Linked DNA regions of Drosophila melanogaster: region 1 is linked to region 2. Evidence: chromatin contacts called from public Hi-C data. All regions are on one chromosome and are shown on one strand. The core of a region is the stretch at or near the end of the contact, and the rest is flanking DNA. Distances in the headings are between cores, read along the strand shown. Region 1 holds the start of flfl (falafel). Region 2 holds the start of CG9799.

Region 1 (7,029 bases), core at 1,011-3,510, 300 kb before region 2:
AAACAAACGTAGCGAGCGGTTTCGTTTACGCAATCAGCTGCGAAAAACACGAGAATGCTCATGTGTACATAAGTGTGTCCAAGTGCCGCACAGCGCCACAGATTTCGTTTATTATTAATTTTTATTAATAACCAGCGGCCGCAGAAGGTTGCGAAAAGTGCCGAGAGAAAATCTGTGTGCGAAATATAGAGCTCTGGAGTCGAGTCATCAATAAAGTCCGGCAAATATGACAACTTGGCAGTATTTTTTCGCCCCAGCAACAATTAGTTTTTATAGGGAAGTTAGTAAGAGATACAGTTGTGAACAAGTCGGTGGCCTTTTTGACTCTATTTCGCTACTACCTAGTTAATAACACGTGTGCAAATCGTATTATGAATCACTAGACCTCTTTTATTCAAGGCATTTTCGTTTGGTTTGTAGATTACAGTCTTAGTATGTTGTAATTAAATTCGTAGTAGAATTAAGTTTAGGTTATAGTAGACAAAAATACAAACTAAGATAGGAATTATGCCTATCAACAAGTTTACATCTGATTAGGGAACTTAAGGTACTTGGGTACAGTATTAAAACTATGAATAAAATTTAGGAAGGTAGCAGGAAATTAATAAATATTGTTAAGACTTTAAATACCACCGGTAATTGTGTGAATACAAATAATACAACTATGCTCCATCATTTCAACCGCAACTGTAAATGGATAATTGGAGTCTCGCTGCTCTCTTCCTGTTCTTCGCACACATACACACGCATGGGCGCGAACGCTGCAAGTGTCCGTGTGAAGAAGGAGAAGGCGAAGAGGTGGGAATCCAAAAGCTAAGGATGCAGGACTTCATTAGGAAGTGGTTCGCATATCCCTTTCGTTATCTTCTTACTTTCGCCCCCAGCAATGAAACGCCATGAATTGGGGGAGACGGAATCTAACGATTGCGAACGCGTCGTATCTTGTTTTTTGCATGCATGACAATGTGTGCAGAATACGCGCGCGCTCACACACTAAACCACTCGCACAACCGAAGGCGTGTGTGCATGTATGCAATTTTTTGGGGTGGTATTGGCGGTGAAGGCAGGAGGGATGAAGGGAAAGAGACGGGCGGAGAACTCGAAAATTTAGCAAGTAAACACTCTCCGATTGCGATTACAAAGTCAGCTAATTTCCTTTCATTTTTTATTATAAATTTTTGATTCCGTTTTTTTGTTGATGCCCAACAGTTGATGTATTTTCATACGCGATACACACACAACGCGCTACAGACACTTGGACGCACACAGACACAACGTCTGGCAAGTACATCGCTTTTTGGGCCGTCTCTTTTGCGGTTCATTCAATAAAATTATTGCGAATGGCAGGCGCAAAACAGAATCGCAAAAATTGCAGTGTATTGTGGGAAAGAAGAAGAGGCGTGTGGTAAAGAAAAATGCCGTCTCTCCACCACACACATTACACATGCACGCAATTTTGATCGCTACACGCGCCACCCACACTCTGCAATGTTTTTGTTGTTGTTGCAAGCCGATTTTGTTTTGATTCGATACTTTATTTATGTATACATAATATTTAGGAGCAGCGCATTTCCGCGATATTCGCTGGCGATTTTGCATTTCATTGAAACGCACACAAAACGCAGGGAAAAGAAAAACAGACGACGGCTAACTCACCTCGAACACACGCACACCTACAAACCACACACAGCGGAGAGCGAGGAAATTCAACACGACGGTATGCGTTGTTGCATAAAGTGCGATAAAAGGGGAGACACTGAAAGAAGCAAATCAGCCGAGTTGTATTCAAAATCGGGATCCAATATGGGCTATTGCCGGGATATATAGTCCGATTCCCTGGCAAGGCCGCAAATCATCCACGGAGTACGTGAGAACACACCGTCGGTCACATTCACAGTAAAATTCAAACACACACACACTAGCACGCAGACAACACAGAAGCCGCAAGAGGGCAAAAGAGAGCGGGAGAGAGAGAGCAGCAAAGAGAGAGAAAGAGCGCGGGGGCAAAAACCAAAAAGTTATACACTCACGCTGCAATTCCTTGTTTCTGTTTCTGGCGTTTTTCGCTTTTAGTGCTTAGCACGCTGGCTGCATTCGATCAGTTTATATACAATTTTCTCTTGCGCATATTTATTGGGGGATCACGAGTTAGTTTTCGACCAATATATCTTCCCGGATAATTGTAATTTTCGCTATTTTCCGCGGACCGACGCTAGAGCGTTGGTCTGACCACGACGATAATATCTGCGTATCGATACTCGGCCAGAGAGTACAGCGATAGTTGCATATGACGAGAATGTGAGCTGTTATCGATATCGAACTCTAGCACCCCTGTGACGCCACCATTGTTATGGTACTCTATTAACATATACTTGGCAAAACTGGAGCACCTTGAATGAATATTTGTACAAATCAGAGCAGAAAAAAGCAAACAGCACGACAAACTGCGAGACAGATTCGCCGCTTCGACGCCATGTTGTCTTTCGCTCTTGATTCGCCCCAAAAGAGTGTGCAATAATGCACGAACTGGGTTTTGGTGTTACCGTTTTTCGCACTCCCTACTGTTACGATAATATTTTAAAACAAAAACACGTTAAATATTATAAAATTAGAAAATAGAGCTATAAGTACGTTTACTTAGTATTAAAAAGAGCAAACAGTTTGATTACTCAGTAATTACATCCTCGATTCGAAAGTTAGCATTGTAGTAAACACATAATTCCGATTAGAAATCTTTTCCAGCTTAATTTAACTTGAATGTAAAGTGTCATCTTAAACTAATCTCAGGTGCTAGTTTATAATGAATGTAATGACACGTTAGAGTGCTAAGATATTTATTATTCTGTTAATTTTATGATTTTCAGATATTAAAGAATTTCGAATTTTCTGCCGCCTTAGTGTGGCCAGGTGGCGGCGGATTCCAAATGCCTGCAGTTGTGCCCCGTCGTTTTGGTATTCCGAGTGAAAGACGCAGCGACCCGCTGCTGCGATGCATTTGCTCACTTGGCCAACTTCGGTGCTGCGTTCCCGATGCCTAGGACGACAAAATGCTGCGCCAGAACCTGTTGGATCAGCTTAAGCACTTCATAGAGACGGTGAGCAATGGGCACAGTTGTCCGCAGCTGCTGACCAGCCCCAATCTCATCAAGCTCGCGTGAGTAGCAACCGCGGTGGTTAATAATGATGCCCGTAGTAAATAATTCCATGGATATTTGCAGACTGGGATTCCTGGAGGAGCTGCCCGCCACGCGAGACATTGTGTTCGAATACTTCGCCCTGCTGGCCGAAATCAGTGTGCAGCTGTATGTGTCGCCGGAGATGGCCGACCCAAAGACCGGTATGCCGGTATCCCAGGTGAAGCTGGCCGGGAATCGCCAGCAGCAGCAACGTGCTCCGGAATACGAGGCTTTCAATCTGGTAAAGACCGCGCTGCAGAGTCTGGTGTGGAAGGGACCGCCCGCCTGGTCGCCGCTCATCGCCAACTGGAGTCTGGAACTAGTGGCCAAGCTGTCCGATAAGTACACCCAGCGGCGGATGACCATCACGGCCAGCTGCAACTATTGGCTGGAGTGCAGCGCCATGCACGGGCTGATGACCCTTATAAATAGTTGTTTCCGAAAGTTAACCCAACCGGAGGAGGAGGCCTGCGTGGAGATCATGCTCAATGCCTTTCACCGGTTTCCCATGACCTTCGACTGGATTGTGGCGAGATTGGGCGGCTGTTTCCCTTACAAGATCATCATGCAGATTCTACAGTGCGGCATCAAGCGATTCGTCGATGACTACCGCTGCCACCTGGATTCGGAGGCGGGCATCCTCGATTATATGACCTCGTGCCACGAACAGCACCTTAGGGCAGCCTTTCGTGAGATGCTTAGGGAGGGATTCGCACCGAAGAAGCCGCTGGACGTGGCCGTTGTTCCTTTCCTGCTGATCACCACCAACTACTCGGACACGATCCTGCAGAGCTTGGTCAATGTGCTAGTCGAAATCTGTAAGTACTGGTTGAATAAAGAGATATATTATTTCTCTAACACAATGTCATGTAGATACCGAGGACATGTGCGAGGTGATAGTGCAGAAGGCGCCGTTGTGGCTGAGCAACAAAATGTTTGCCGGTATGCAGCCCACGCTGAATAATGCCGTGCTGCGCCTGAACGAGCGTGGAGCGACGTTGCTCCTTACGGCAGCCAAAATGGCCGAGAAGTATGTTTGGTGTCAGGATTTCCTGGACAATTCGATGCAGGAGCTGGAACAGTGGGTGCTCAACCAGCGGAACTTCCCGTTGCTGGCCGATCTGGCCTATGAGGAAACCAAGTACATGCTGTGGAAGAGCTGCCTCAGCACCAATCTCTTCGAGCAGCAAACAGCGGTGAGATTACTGCTGGTGGTCTGTGAGTAGAAAGTTCTTCAGATATTGAAATGGCAGACTTTACGAACTATTTTTCTAGCATCCCAGCACCCGAATATTTACTACCAAACTATATCCCAACTTCTAAAGAAGTCGTATGCTCAAAATCCCAATGGCATTGGCGCATTAATTCGCTTACTTGGCGGACAAAGCGGCATGGTTAACTTTCCGGGATTCACGCCAGGTTTCAAGATGGTCTTGGAGGACATCACGTTGGATGTTCAAGTTAACAATCGATTGCCAGTTCCGCCGGGCACACCCACAGAAGCCTTTAACACTTTCTCCAACCTAAACATACTTGCCAGGTAATTATTACTATTGTTAGATACATATAATTAGTGTTTCAAATTCATAATCTCCATCAGGATGCACAAGAGCAAGAATGTGGCTCCGTACATCAAAGCGCAGCATTTGAACCAAGCCCTCAACGAATGTCTTCCCAAAATCCTTCAAATCTTCGACTGCACCGTTAACAAACTGGTCCTGAGGATAGACAGGGATGCCGCCGAGCGGATAGCGGATAAATTCCGGGCGCAGCAAAGTAAAAATAGCAATAACAACAATGAATTGTGCAATGGCAAGGATTACGGAAAGCGCACAAAATTGGAGCCGGGAGAAGATAAGGTGGATGATGAGGACGCTACCCGCATGCGCTTGGCCCATCTCATTGTGGATCTGTTGAACAACATTGAAGCCGGCAGCCGGACAACTGTCCTGCGCACTCCATTAGTCCTCAAGCTGGCCACGCTAAGCGTAAAGTACTTCTTTGTGGGCTTAACCGAGAAGAGTAAGCGCAATAGTTGTTCCTTAGCCTTGCCTCAATATATTAACCATATCTCATTCTAGCTGTGATCCGTCGAGCAGCGGCTTCGCATCGCTCCTACACGCTGTTGCAGAGGCAGTGTTCCGCCCGGAAAATCGCGAGAACCGTCTGCCTGCGCGAGCTGGTGGAGCGCGCGCTCTTTTATCACGGTCACTTGCTTGGTCAGCTGGAGGTGTATCAGCTCGATGAGCTTGAGATACCCGAGCACGAACACCTCATCCTGCAGAATCTGCACACCAGCTCTGGCGCCAACTCGAATCGCTCCGTGCTGCATTCCGGTATTATAGGCAGAGGTCTGCGACCAGTGCTGCCCCCCAGCGAGCGGAACTGCGATGCGGAGAAGCAGGCGCTGTATCTTAAGGCATTGAATGCATGCTGCGCCGATCTGGAGAAGCCCAACAACGTGGAGGGCTACTCGCTGGTCTCGCTGCTGCTGGTCGAGCTGGTCTCCACGGATGTCATGTACAACGGCCTGCCCTTTCCGGATGAGGAGTTCACCAGGGTCACAATGGAGCGGGACATGCTAATCAGGAGAGCGTTCATCAACTCCCCAGTGCTGTGGGCTGTTTTGGGACTGATCGCCGGTCATAGGCCGGCGCTTTGCTATTCCTCCGTGCTACTGCGCGCACTGTGCGCCACCTGCTTGCATCACTGGCGGGGCAAGAATGGTGAGCTTGTCACTTTACTTGCTTATTTTCTATAAAGGTGCCTAATCATATTATACGTTTGCAGTCAATCGATTCCAGCCCACTGCTGCGAACGATGAGCTGATGCTGTGCACCAAGAAGATGCTGCAACTGCTGGCTATGAGCCAACTAATTCCACCTCCACTCACCAATCTGCATCTCATCATCGAGCACTTTGAATCGGCAGAGGTAGATCCATTATTTGCCCAAACTGTGTAGTAGCACCAACTAATGTATGACATTTCCAGATTGCCCTGCTGCTGCGCGAGTGCATCTGGAACTATCTTAAAGATCACGTGCCCTCGCCGGCGCTGTTTCACGTGGACAACAACGGGCTGCACTGGCGCAACACGAATACACAGCTGGCCAAGGTGCCGCCGCAATATGTGGACCCGTTGCGCCACCTAATGCAGCGTAAGCTGTCCACCCTGGGCCCCCACTACCATCAGATGTTCATCATGGGCGAGCTGATGGAGGGCGACTCAGAGCCAGATCCGACGGCCCGGCTGCAGATCGTTGAAATAGATTAAGCAAACGTAGTTAGCTAGCCTAATGTTGTAGTGTGAGCATGAGCGTGTGTGCATGGAATAATGGAGCGTCTGCGAGTGTTGAGTGTGGAATTTGGAATGTGCGAAATGTGCGAACTAAATGCAGTGTTTGTATTTTGATATTCAATGGGTTCTTTTATTTTCGTTTCATTGGTTTGTAAAAATTAAAATCTCAACCTAGGCCTTGCAAATACTGTCCAGCAGTTATTGTACCGACGGCGCCTGAAAATCGCATCATTCGTCGTGTGTAGTTTAGAATATAACGAAGCCAACAAACAATTTCACTTGAACATATTTCTTTATGTGTGCGACGCACCAATGGGCACCGTCTCCTCCGGCAATCCTCGGCTGCCTTCAGTACATCATAATATATTAACGACTAATTTACGCATTCATTTGTTTCATATAATACACAGTATTGTCACATGGATATATAGCTTTCGTGTCGCTCCCATAGCTCCCCAATTCCACAGCCAACTCCGCTGATGCGGGCTGTTGCTGCTGTTGATGCGACCGCTGCTGCTCCTGCTGCTCGGGCGGTACGAGGTTGCGCCTGAATTT
Region 2 (6,855 bases), core at 371-2,870:
GACACTGCCTGACATATTTTCAATCTTTTTCAGAGGGATGCCAGGCCTACGGTCATGTGTGCTACGGTGGTCATGGCAAGCGCTCTCTGAGCCCCGGATCCGGGTCTGGAACGGGAGTGGGCGGGGGAATGGGCGAGGCAGCCTCCGGGGGGCAGGAACCGGACTATGTGCGTCCGAATGGCCTACTGCCCATGATGGCGCCAAATGAACAGGTGCCGCTCGAGGGCGACTTTAATGACTATCCCGCCCGTCAGGTGCTTTACAAAATCATGAAATCATGGGTAAGTGACCTTTATGTCCCGTTCTACATTTGGCAGCACTTAAAGATGAAAGTAGTCAGTTAAACACTCGTGATTGATTAAAATTACCCAGATTAAAACCAACTTAAAAATAGTTTAAATCTATTTGGATGTATTTTGCATACTTTTTCGGCGGCTTTTAATGCGATTTAAAACCATAGTTTTTTCCTTGATGAAAATATGAATTAGTTTGGGGATTCCTGGTTGAATGAAACGATTTGAATAGGATTGATTTTAACCCTTTTTACTATCGAATGTTTCCCCTTTTAGTTTAACCGACCTCGCCGACCCGCCTCTCGCCTGGGTGAACTTGATTATCCCTTGGCCAATTCCGCCGAATTGAATGGCGTGAACTAAGGCCGGAAAAGTTATCAATACAGAAATATCCACAACGTACATTAAAAACCGGAAATAAGCCTCAAAAACAAGAGCAACAACATCAAGAGATACAGTAACAGCAACAACAACAACATCAGCGACAACACATGAATTACTTATGAATGTTAATTACTTTCGCAACTTGTATAAAATGTTTGATAAATGTCTACACATACCAGGCAGTCAATTTTTATGCTAATTGCATAAGCATCGAACACATTAAAAAAAAACCCAACTGAAATTTTTAGGGGCTGGTAAGGATTTCAGTGTCAAAAAAAAAAAGGAGCAGACGACGAAAAATAAATCGAAGAAAACGGCAAAGACAGCGTGTTTCACTGTTCATATGTTAAATACATACGTATATTTTATTTATGTTTATTTACGAAGAAAGCGAAAGACTATATGTAGTTGTAATTTTATTTAACATACAAAATATATACATATTAACTTTGTAAACTGTGTATGTTAATCATTATAGGTGTATATGTATATTACGGCTGCGCAACACTAACAAATTGTTCCCAACAGTTTTATTTATAAAGAGATGCTTGTTTAAATATATAATAAAATGTGCTACAAAAGCATCCAAATTCAACGATTGTTGTTTTTTTGCATAATCTAATAGATTTAGGCAAACAAAATTTTCATCCCGAATCCTCCAATGAAACGAAAACTTTTTTTGGCTTCTAAATAATCAGAATTGATAAATAATCTATTTTTCTTCTAATTGTTCCAAATAATATTTGTAACTTACTTGAAAGCGCATACATAAATATTTCGTAACTTTTAGTTTGCAGTTTTTTGGGTTAAATGAAAATCGTTATTTTATTTTTGAAATAATCATTTGGCGCCAAAGTGTAATAAAATACGAATACCCCTTCTAAATTTCATTTAGTATATTTAACCATGGTTAGGTGAATTGTTTTCAAGCTCCGGTCACACTTCGCCACACGTGTTTTGGCAGTAAACATTTTCGGCATGTTGCGGAAATCGTTTATATTAGCTTAAAAAATCGATAAAAAGACAGAAAGAGACATTTCGGACAGTAAAATGACGCATCTGCGGTCGGAGGATAAGCCACAGTCGGAGGAGCGGAAGTCTGTGTTCAAGGAGAGCAGCTGCATCTTCCGGCGGAATCGAGCCCTCGGCTATGTGAGCAACCAGGTTCCAGCAGTCACCCGCTACGTGCAGCGTCGTCGGGACACTTTGCTGATCACCTGCATCGGCAGATCTTTTCAGGTGTACACCGCCAACCACTTTCGCCTGCTGCACGTTAGCGGATTGCATCCGGACGAGATTACGGCTCTGGCCACGGATCGACTGCACACGTACACGGCGAGCAACAAGTGTATCTACGCCTGGCGGGCGGGCAAACACATCCGGCACGTGTACCGTGGCCACCAGAAAGATGTCCACCTCCTGCTGCCTTTTGGTTCCAGTTTGATAGCCATCGATAGGCAGAATGTGTTAAAAGTGTGGAATATTTCAACCGAGGATGTCTATTTGGAAGTGCCCTTCCGGTCTGAGGAGTTCCAGATCACAGCTGTGACCCATCCGCCCACGTACATCAATAAAATAGTACTAGGCTCCCAGCAGGGCCAACTAAAGATCTTGAACATAAAGAAGAACAGTGTGGTGTGCACTTTGAGTCACCACGACAGCAGGATCACCTGCATTGAACCGTCCCCTGCTTTGGATGTCGTGGCCGTGGGACACGGGGATGGCACTATTATCTTGCTTAACCTTAAGTTCGACGAGGTGCTTATGAGCTTCCAGCAGGATTGGGGTCAGGTCACCAACCTTTCCTTCCGTACCGACGGCCCACCAATCCTTGTGTCCGCCTGCAGCAATGGTTACATGGCCTTCTGGAACCTGGAGGAGCGCAAGTTAGCCGGTCAGCTGCAAGCGCACGAGGAGTCGGTGACCACGGCCATTTGTCTGCCCAGCGAGCCCGTGGTCTTCACCACTTCACCAGACAATTCAATGAGGATGTTTGTTTTCGATATGCCAGATGGTGGTGCCAGACAGCTGAGGATCCGCGAGGGACACACAAAGCCGCCGTTTTGTATTCGCTACCACGGCAGCTCGGGCGTATCCATTCTCTCTTCGGGCGAGGACAGCACCATGAGAGTCTTCTCCACCATTTCCGAATCGCTGAACAAGAGCATGGGCAGGGCTACCTACAATCCAAAAGCCACAAAGAAGAAGAGTAAGTGTTTTGGCTTTTATTGCTCGCTTTAAAATATTTTTAATAGGCAACTCTTCTTTGCAGATCGCTTTGAGCACGATAAGTTTGGAATGCCACCCATACTGGAGTTCACATCGGATACGGCTCGCGAAAAGGAGTGGGATAACATCGCTGCCATCCATGCGGGCGTTATTCAGACGACAACCTGGTCGTTTGGCAAGAACCGTATGGGCGAGCACCGCCTGGTTCCGAAACAGTTCCAAAACAGCAACCGCACCAACTTCCAGAACGAGACCACATGCATTGTGCTGACGCACTGTGGCAACTTTGTGATCATTGGCTATAGCAGTGGCGACATTGAGCGCTTTAATATCCAGTCTGGACTCCATCGGGCTACCTATGGCTCTCCAGCCCACAAGATGGCAGTACGCGGCTTGGCCAGCGACAATCTTAACCAAACCGTCATCTCTGGCTGTTCGGAAGGCTTGCTCAAGTTCTGGTCATTCAAAGGAAAGGGTAAGGAATTGCCTACAACATAAGTTAATAAAACATTTGTAAAATCATACCATCCTTCAGTTGACAAGCCCTTAGCGACTCTACGCCTGGCAGATGGAATCGCCCTGATTCGACAGCACCGAGAGAGCTCCATGCTGGCCATTGGTCTGGAAACATTCAAGATTTTTGTCGTAGACATGCACACGAGGGTCATTGTTCGCAAGTTCGTCGGTCACACAGCCAAGCTGAATGACCTCACTTTCAGTCCGGATAGCCGCTGGCTGATCACCGCCGCCATGGACTCCACGATCAAGGTGTGGGACATACCTTCCTCCTACATGGTGGATCACTTCCGCGTCGAGGCGCCTTGCGTATCGTTAAGTATGTCGCCTAATGGCGACTTTCTGGCCACCGCACATGTTGGACTTTTGGGCATTTACCTGTGGGCCAACAAGACGCTGTTTAATCAGATTTCCCTGCGCTCCATCGATCCTTTGGAGCCGGCTCCGTACGTGGGATTGCCCACGAATGTGTGCGATGCCATGGAACTGGAAGATGGCATGAAGGAGCTAGAGATCGACGAAGAGGACGAGTCAAAACTCGGCGAGCTAGTTGACACCAAGTACGAAACTCCAACGCAGCTGTCCGAGGAACTGATAACGCTATCCGGGTTGGCTGCATCCCGTTGGCAGAATCTATTGGATTTGGAGCTAATCAAGCAACGTAACAAGCCCAAGGCACCACCAAAAGCTCCCAAACAGGCCCCATTCTTCCTGCCCACGGTTTCGGGACTGGAACTGCGCTTCGATGTGGAGAACGGTCAGAAGGAGGAGGATGAATCCCGGATTCGGAAGGCTTCTACTCTCAACAATCTTACTGCCTTTGGCCAGCTGCTGGAGGAAACTGCTGACTCCCTGGACTTCGCATCGGCTGTGGCGCACTTGACCCAACTAGGACCATCGATGGTTGACTTTGAGATCAAATCTCTGCACCCGGAGGCTGGAGGAACACTCCTTGCCATGCTGCAGTTCCTCAAACTCGTTAAGTTCATGTTTGGAACCAATCTGAACTTTGAGCTGGCTCAATCGTATCTAAGCGTCTTCTTGCGATCCCACGGTCTCGGGTTGACGGAGTTCCCGGATTTGGTAAAGGAGCTGCGCACTGTGTCCCAGGTGCAGCAGGAGGCTTGGCAGCGTGTGGAGGAGAAGCTCATCTATGGAACTGGAGTTGTGGCCGCTCTCCGAAACTTTGCGCACTAGTTTCCACCAGATTATGTTGTAGTTCATTTTGAAATTTTGTAAATAAATTTACAAAACATTTTACATTTTGAATTTGCTTTTGATGTTATTCCTTGCGACAGGCAGGTCCGCAGATTCATTTATAGGATGCTTTATAATCCTCAACAACTACAAAATCCCTCATTATATCCTTAACGATTTAATGGCATTACCATATATATCCCAAACTATCCTTATCTTTCTTTTTATCTTTTACTTATCCCAGATAGCATTTTAAATAATGTACTCAAGACGAAACTACTGCCATATGCCTGATATCTCCAATTGGCATTATTCGAATGATTCACACCTGCGGGTGACTATGCAGCGATTATGGAATCAATAGATAGCCGGAGGAAGGCAAGTGATACTGGAACTATGGGAAGAAGAATATACAGCATTTGGGTTGAAATTGTGTATTAATTATTTATTTGTTATATCCGTTTAAACTAACGCTTTTATTTATGCTGGAATTAAATAACTTAAACTTGTTCCTAGACGTGTTCGCTGGCGCGGACTTTAGATACGGTTCTAGTGGCGGCTAATTTCAATTTCAGTTTAGTTTAGTTTCAGTTTCCGTTTTCGATTCTTTGACAATCCAACGCAACATAAACATAAAGAAAAATGTTGGTTTACAAACAACCACGCGTTATAGACATAGTGCATATATCTGATAAGTTTCTTTGATTTATACCTAAATATCGTAGCTTGCATGAAATAACTTTAGATCTCTCGATTGGTTGGGCCTCCTAGTGTGAATTGGATGGTGTTTTAAGGTGCTTTTGGGAGTTCTTCGGCACTTGCAAGCGCAATTACAGTGTTCCGGGAGCTGGTTTACATATTATTACGGCTTGTTGGTTGGGGTATTATTAGGGCTGTGTGTCCGGGGATGCAACACGCAGCGGGGGCGCTTAACTCGATGTGCACTGCTGGACGCGTGGGCCATCCTGATAGCCGCCATCGTCCTCATCGTAGGCCATGCGCTGGTGTTGCTGGCGACGTTGCTTGGGATCAAAGTCCTCCTGCGAAAGATAAGCAAATCGATAAATAAATTAATTATAAATAATATATTATTTATATATCGTGATATAAACTACTACTGAAATACTCACCAAAACCGTCTGCTCTGCATCGATTGGAATGTCAACCTCCGGCGCCGGGGGTAGGCACTGTTTAAGCGTGGGCACCACCGACGGATTGATCACCTCCGGGAAGATCACCTCGAACTGGATGATCAACGTGCCCTTCTCCATGGGGTTCTTGAAAATGGGCATACCCTCCTCGGCAATACACTTGGTCATCTCATGCCTGATAACCTCGCCGGGCTGTGTGGACACAATCAGATCGCGATCATCGAGCGTTTTAACGATTCGCTGGAATCCGCAGAGCGCTTCGACAAGTTGCAACGGCATCTTCATCATTAAATCCTGTCCGGCGTGCGCGAATGTGGAGTGCTCCTTCTCGTCCAAAAGAATAATAATATCGCCCGGCTGAGATTCCGGCTCATGATCGCCCTCTCCCGTGAACACGATCTTCTGGCCATCCCGCATTCCCTTCTCAATGTGCACTTCCAATACCTTGCGTTCCCGCACCGTTTTGCGGCCACTGCAGTTCTTGCAGCGGTCCTTCTCCTGAATGGTCTCGCCAGTTCCCGAACACTTGCGGCACACCTGCTCGATGTGCTGCATGATGCCGGGGGCGATCTGCTGAACCCGTGTCTCCACACCGTTACCACGGCACTGCAAGCACTTCTCAATGCTGCCCTTCTTGCCGCCGCGACCCTCGCACTTGTCGCAGATCACATTCTTCTGGAGCTGCAGCTTGCGGGTCGCTCCATTGTACAGCTCCTCCAGCTGTACGGACATCTGGTGCACCACGTCCTTGCCACGCCTCTCGCGCCTGCGTCCACCGCCACTACCTCCGAATCCAGCGCCAAAGAACTTCTCAAAGAAGTCCATAGGATTGCGGAAGTCACCGGAATCTGCGCCGCCCTTCTTGATGGCCGCCTCGCCGCCTTCGTCGTACACCTGTCGCTTGTCCGCATCGGACAGCACTTCGTAAGCCTGCGAAATGGCCTTGAATTTCTCGCCCTCGTTGGGGTTCTTGTCCGGATGGTACTTGAGGGCCAGCTTGCGGTAAGCCTTCTTCAGCTCGTCGGGCGTGGCATTAGGCTTCACGCCAAGTATATCATAATATCCAGTCTCCTTAACCATTTTGT

What was found. Hi-C and Micro-C count contacts between places; a contact is called where the count stands out from the background.
Region 1: a Hi-C map of the Kc167 cell line shows a contact between it and region 2, with 2.1 times the contacts expected there. A contact is called at or near these places in 9 of 107 Hi-C or Micro-C datasets (the D17-c3 cell line, the Kc167 cell line, the S2 cell line and 4 more) and 2 of 7 datasets of targeted methods (both in the Kc167 cell line).

The regions. Positions count from the first base shown.
Region 1 is chr3R:13,679,152-13,686,180 of dm6, reverse strand. It overlaps flfl (falafel), which reads right to left and starts at 2,260. Exons shown (of 10, transcript NM_142047.4): 1 at 2,031-2,260. omd (oocyte maintenance defects) reads left to right here. Exons shown (of 9, transcript NM_142046.2): 2 at 2,865-3,154; 3 at 3,219-3,994; 4 at 4,050-4,394; 5 at 4,452-4,716; 6 at 4,777-5,198; 7 at 5,258-5,902; 8 at 5,967-6,109; 9 at 6,169-6,593. The coding sequence starts at 3,048. The coding sequence ends at 6,450. Lkb1 (Lkb1 kinase) reads right to left here. Exons shown (of 6, transcript NM_169544.2): 6 at 6,751-7,029.
Region 2 is chr3R:13,383,474-13,390,328 of dm6, reverse strand. It overlaps CG9799, which reads left to right and starts at 1,620. Exons shown (of 3, transcript NM_142027.4): 1 at 1,620-2,886; 2 at 2,950-3,381; 3 at 3,442-4,681. The coding sequence starts at 1,728. The coding sequence ends at 4,619. CCHa2 (CCHamide-2) reads left to right here. Exons shown (of 4, transcript NM_142028.3): 3 at 34-281; 4 at 570-1,270. The coding sequence ends at 656. It overlaps Droj2 (DnaJ-like-2), which reads right to left. Exons shown (of 4, transcript NM_169522.2): 3 at 5,750-6,855; 4 at 5,046-5,659. The coding sequence starts at 6,850. The coding sequence ends at 5,549.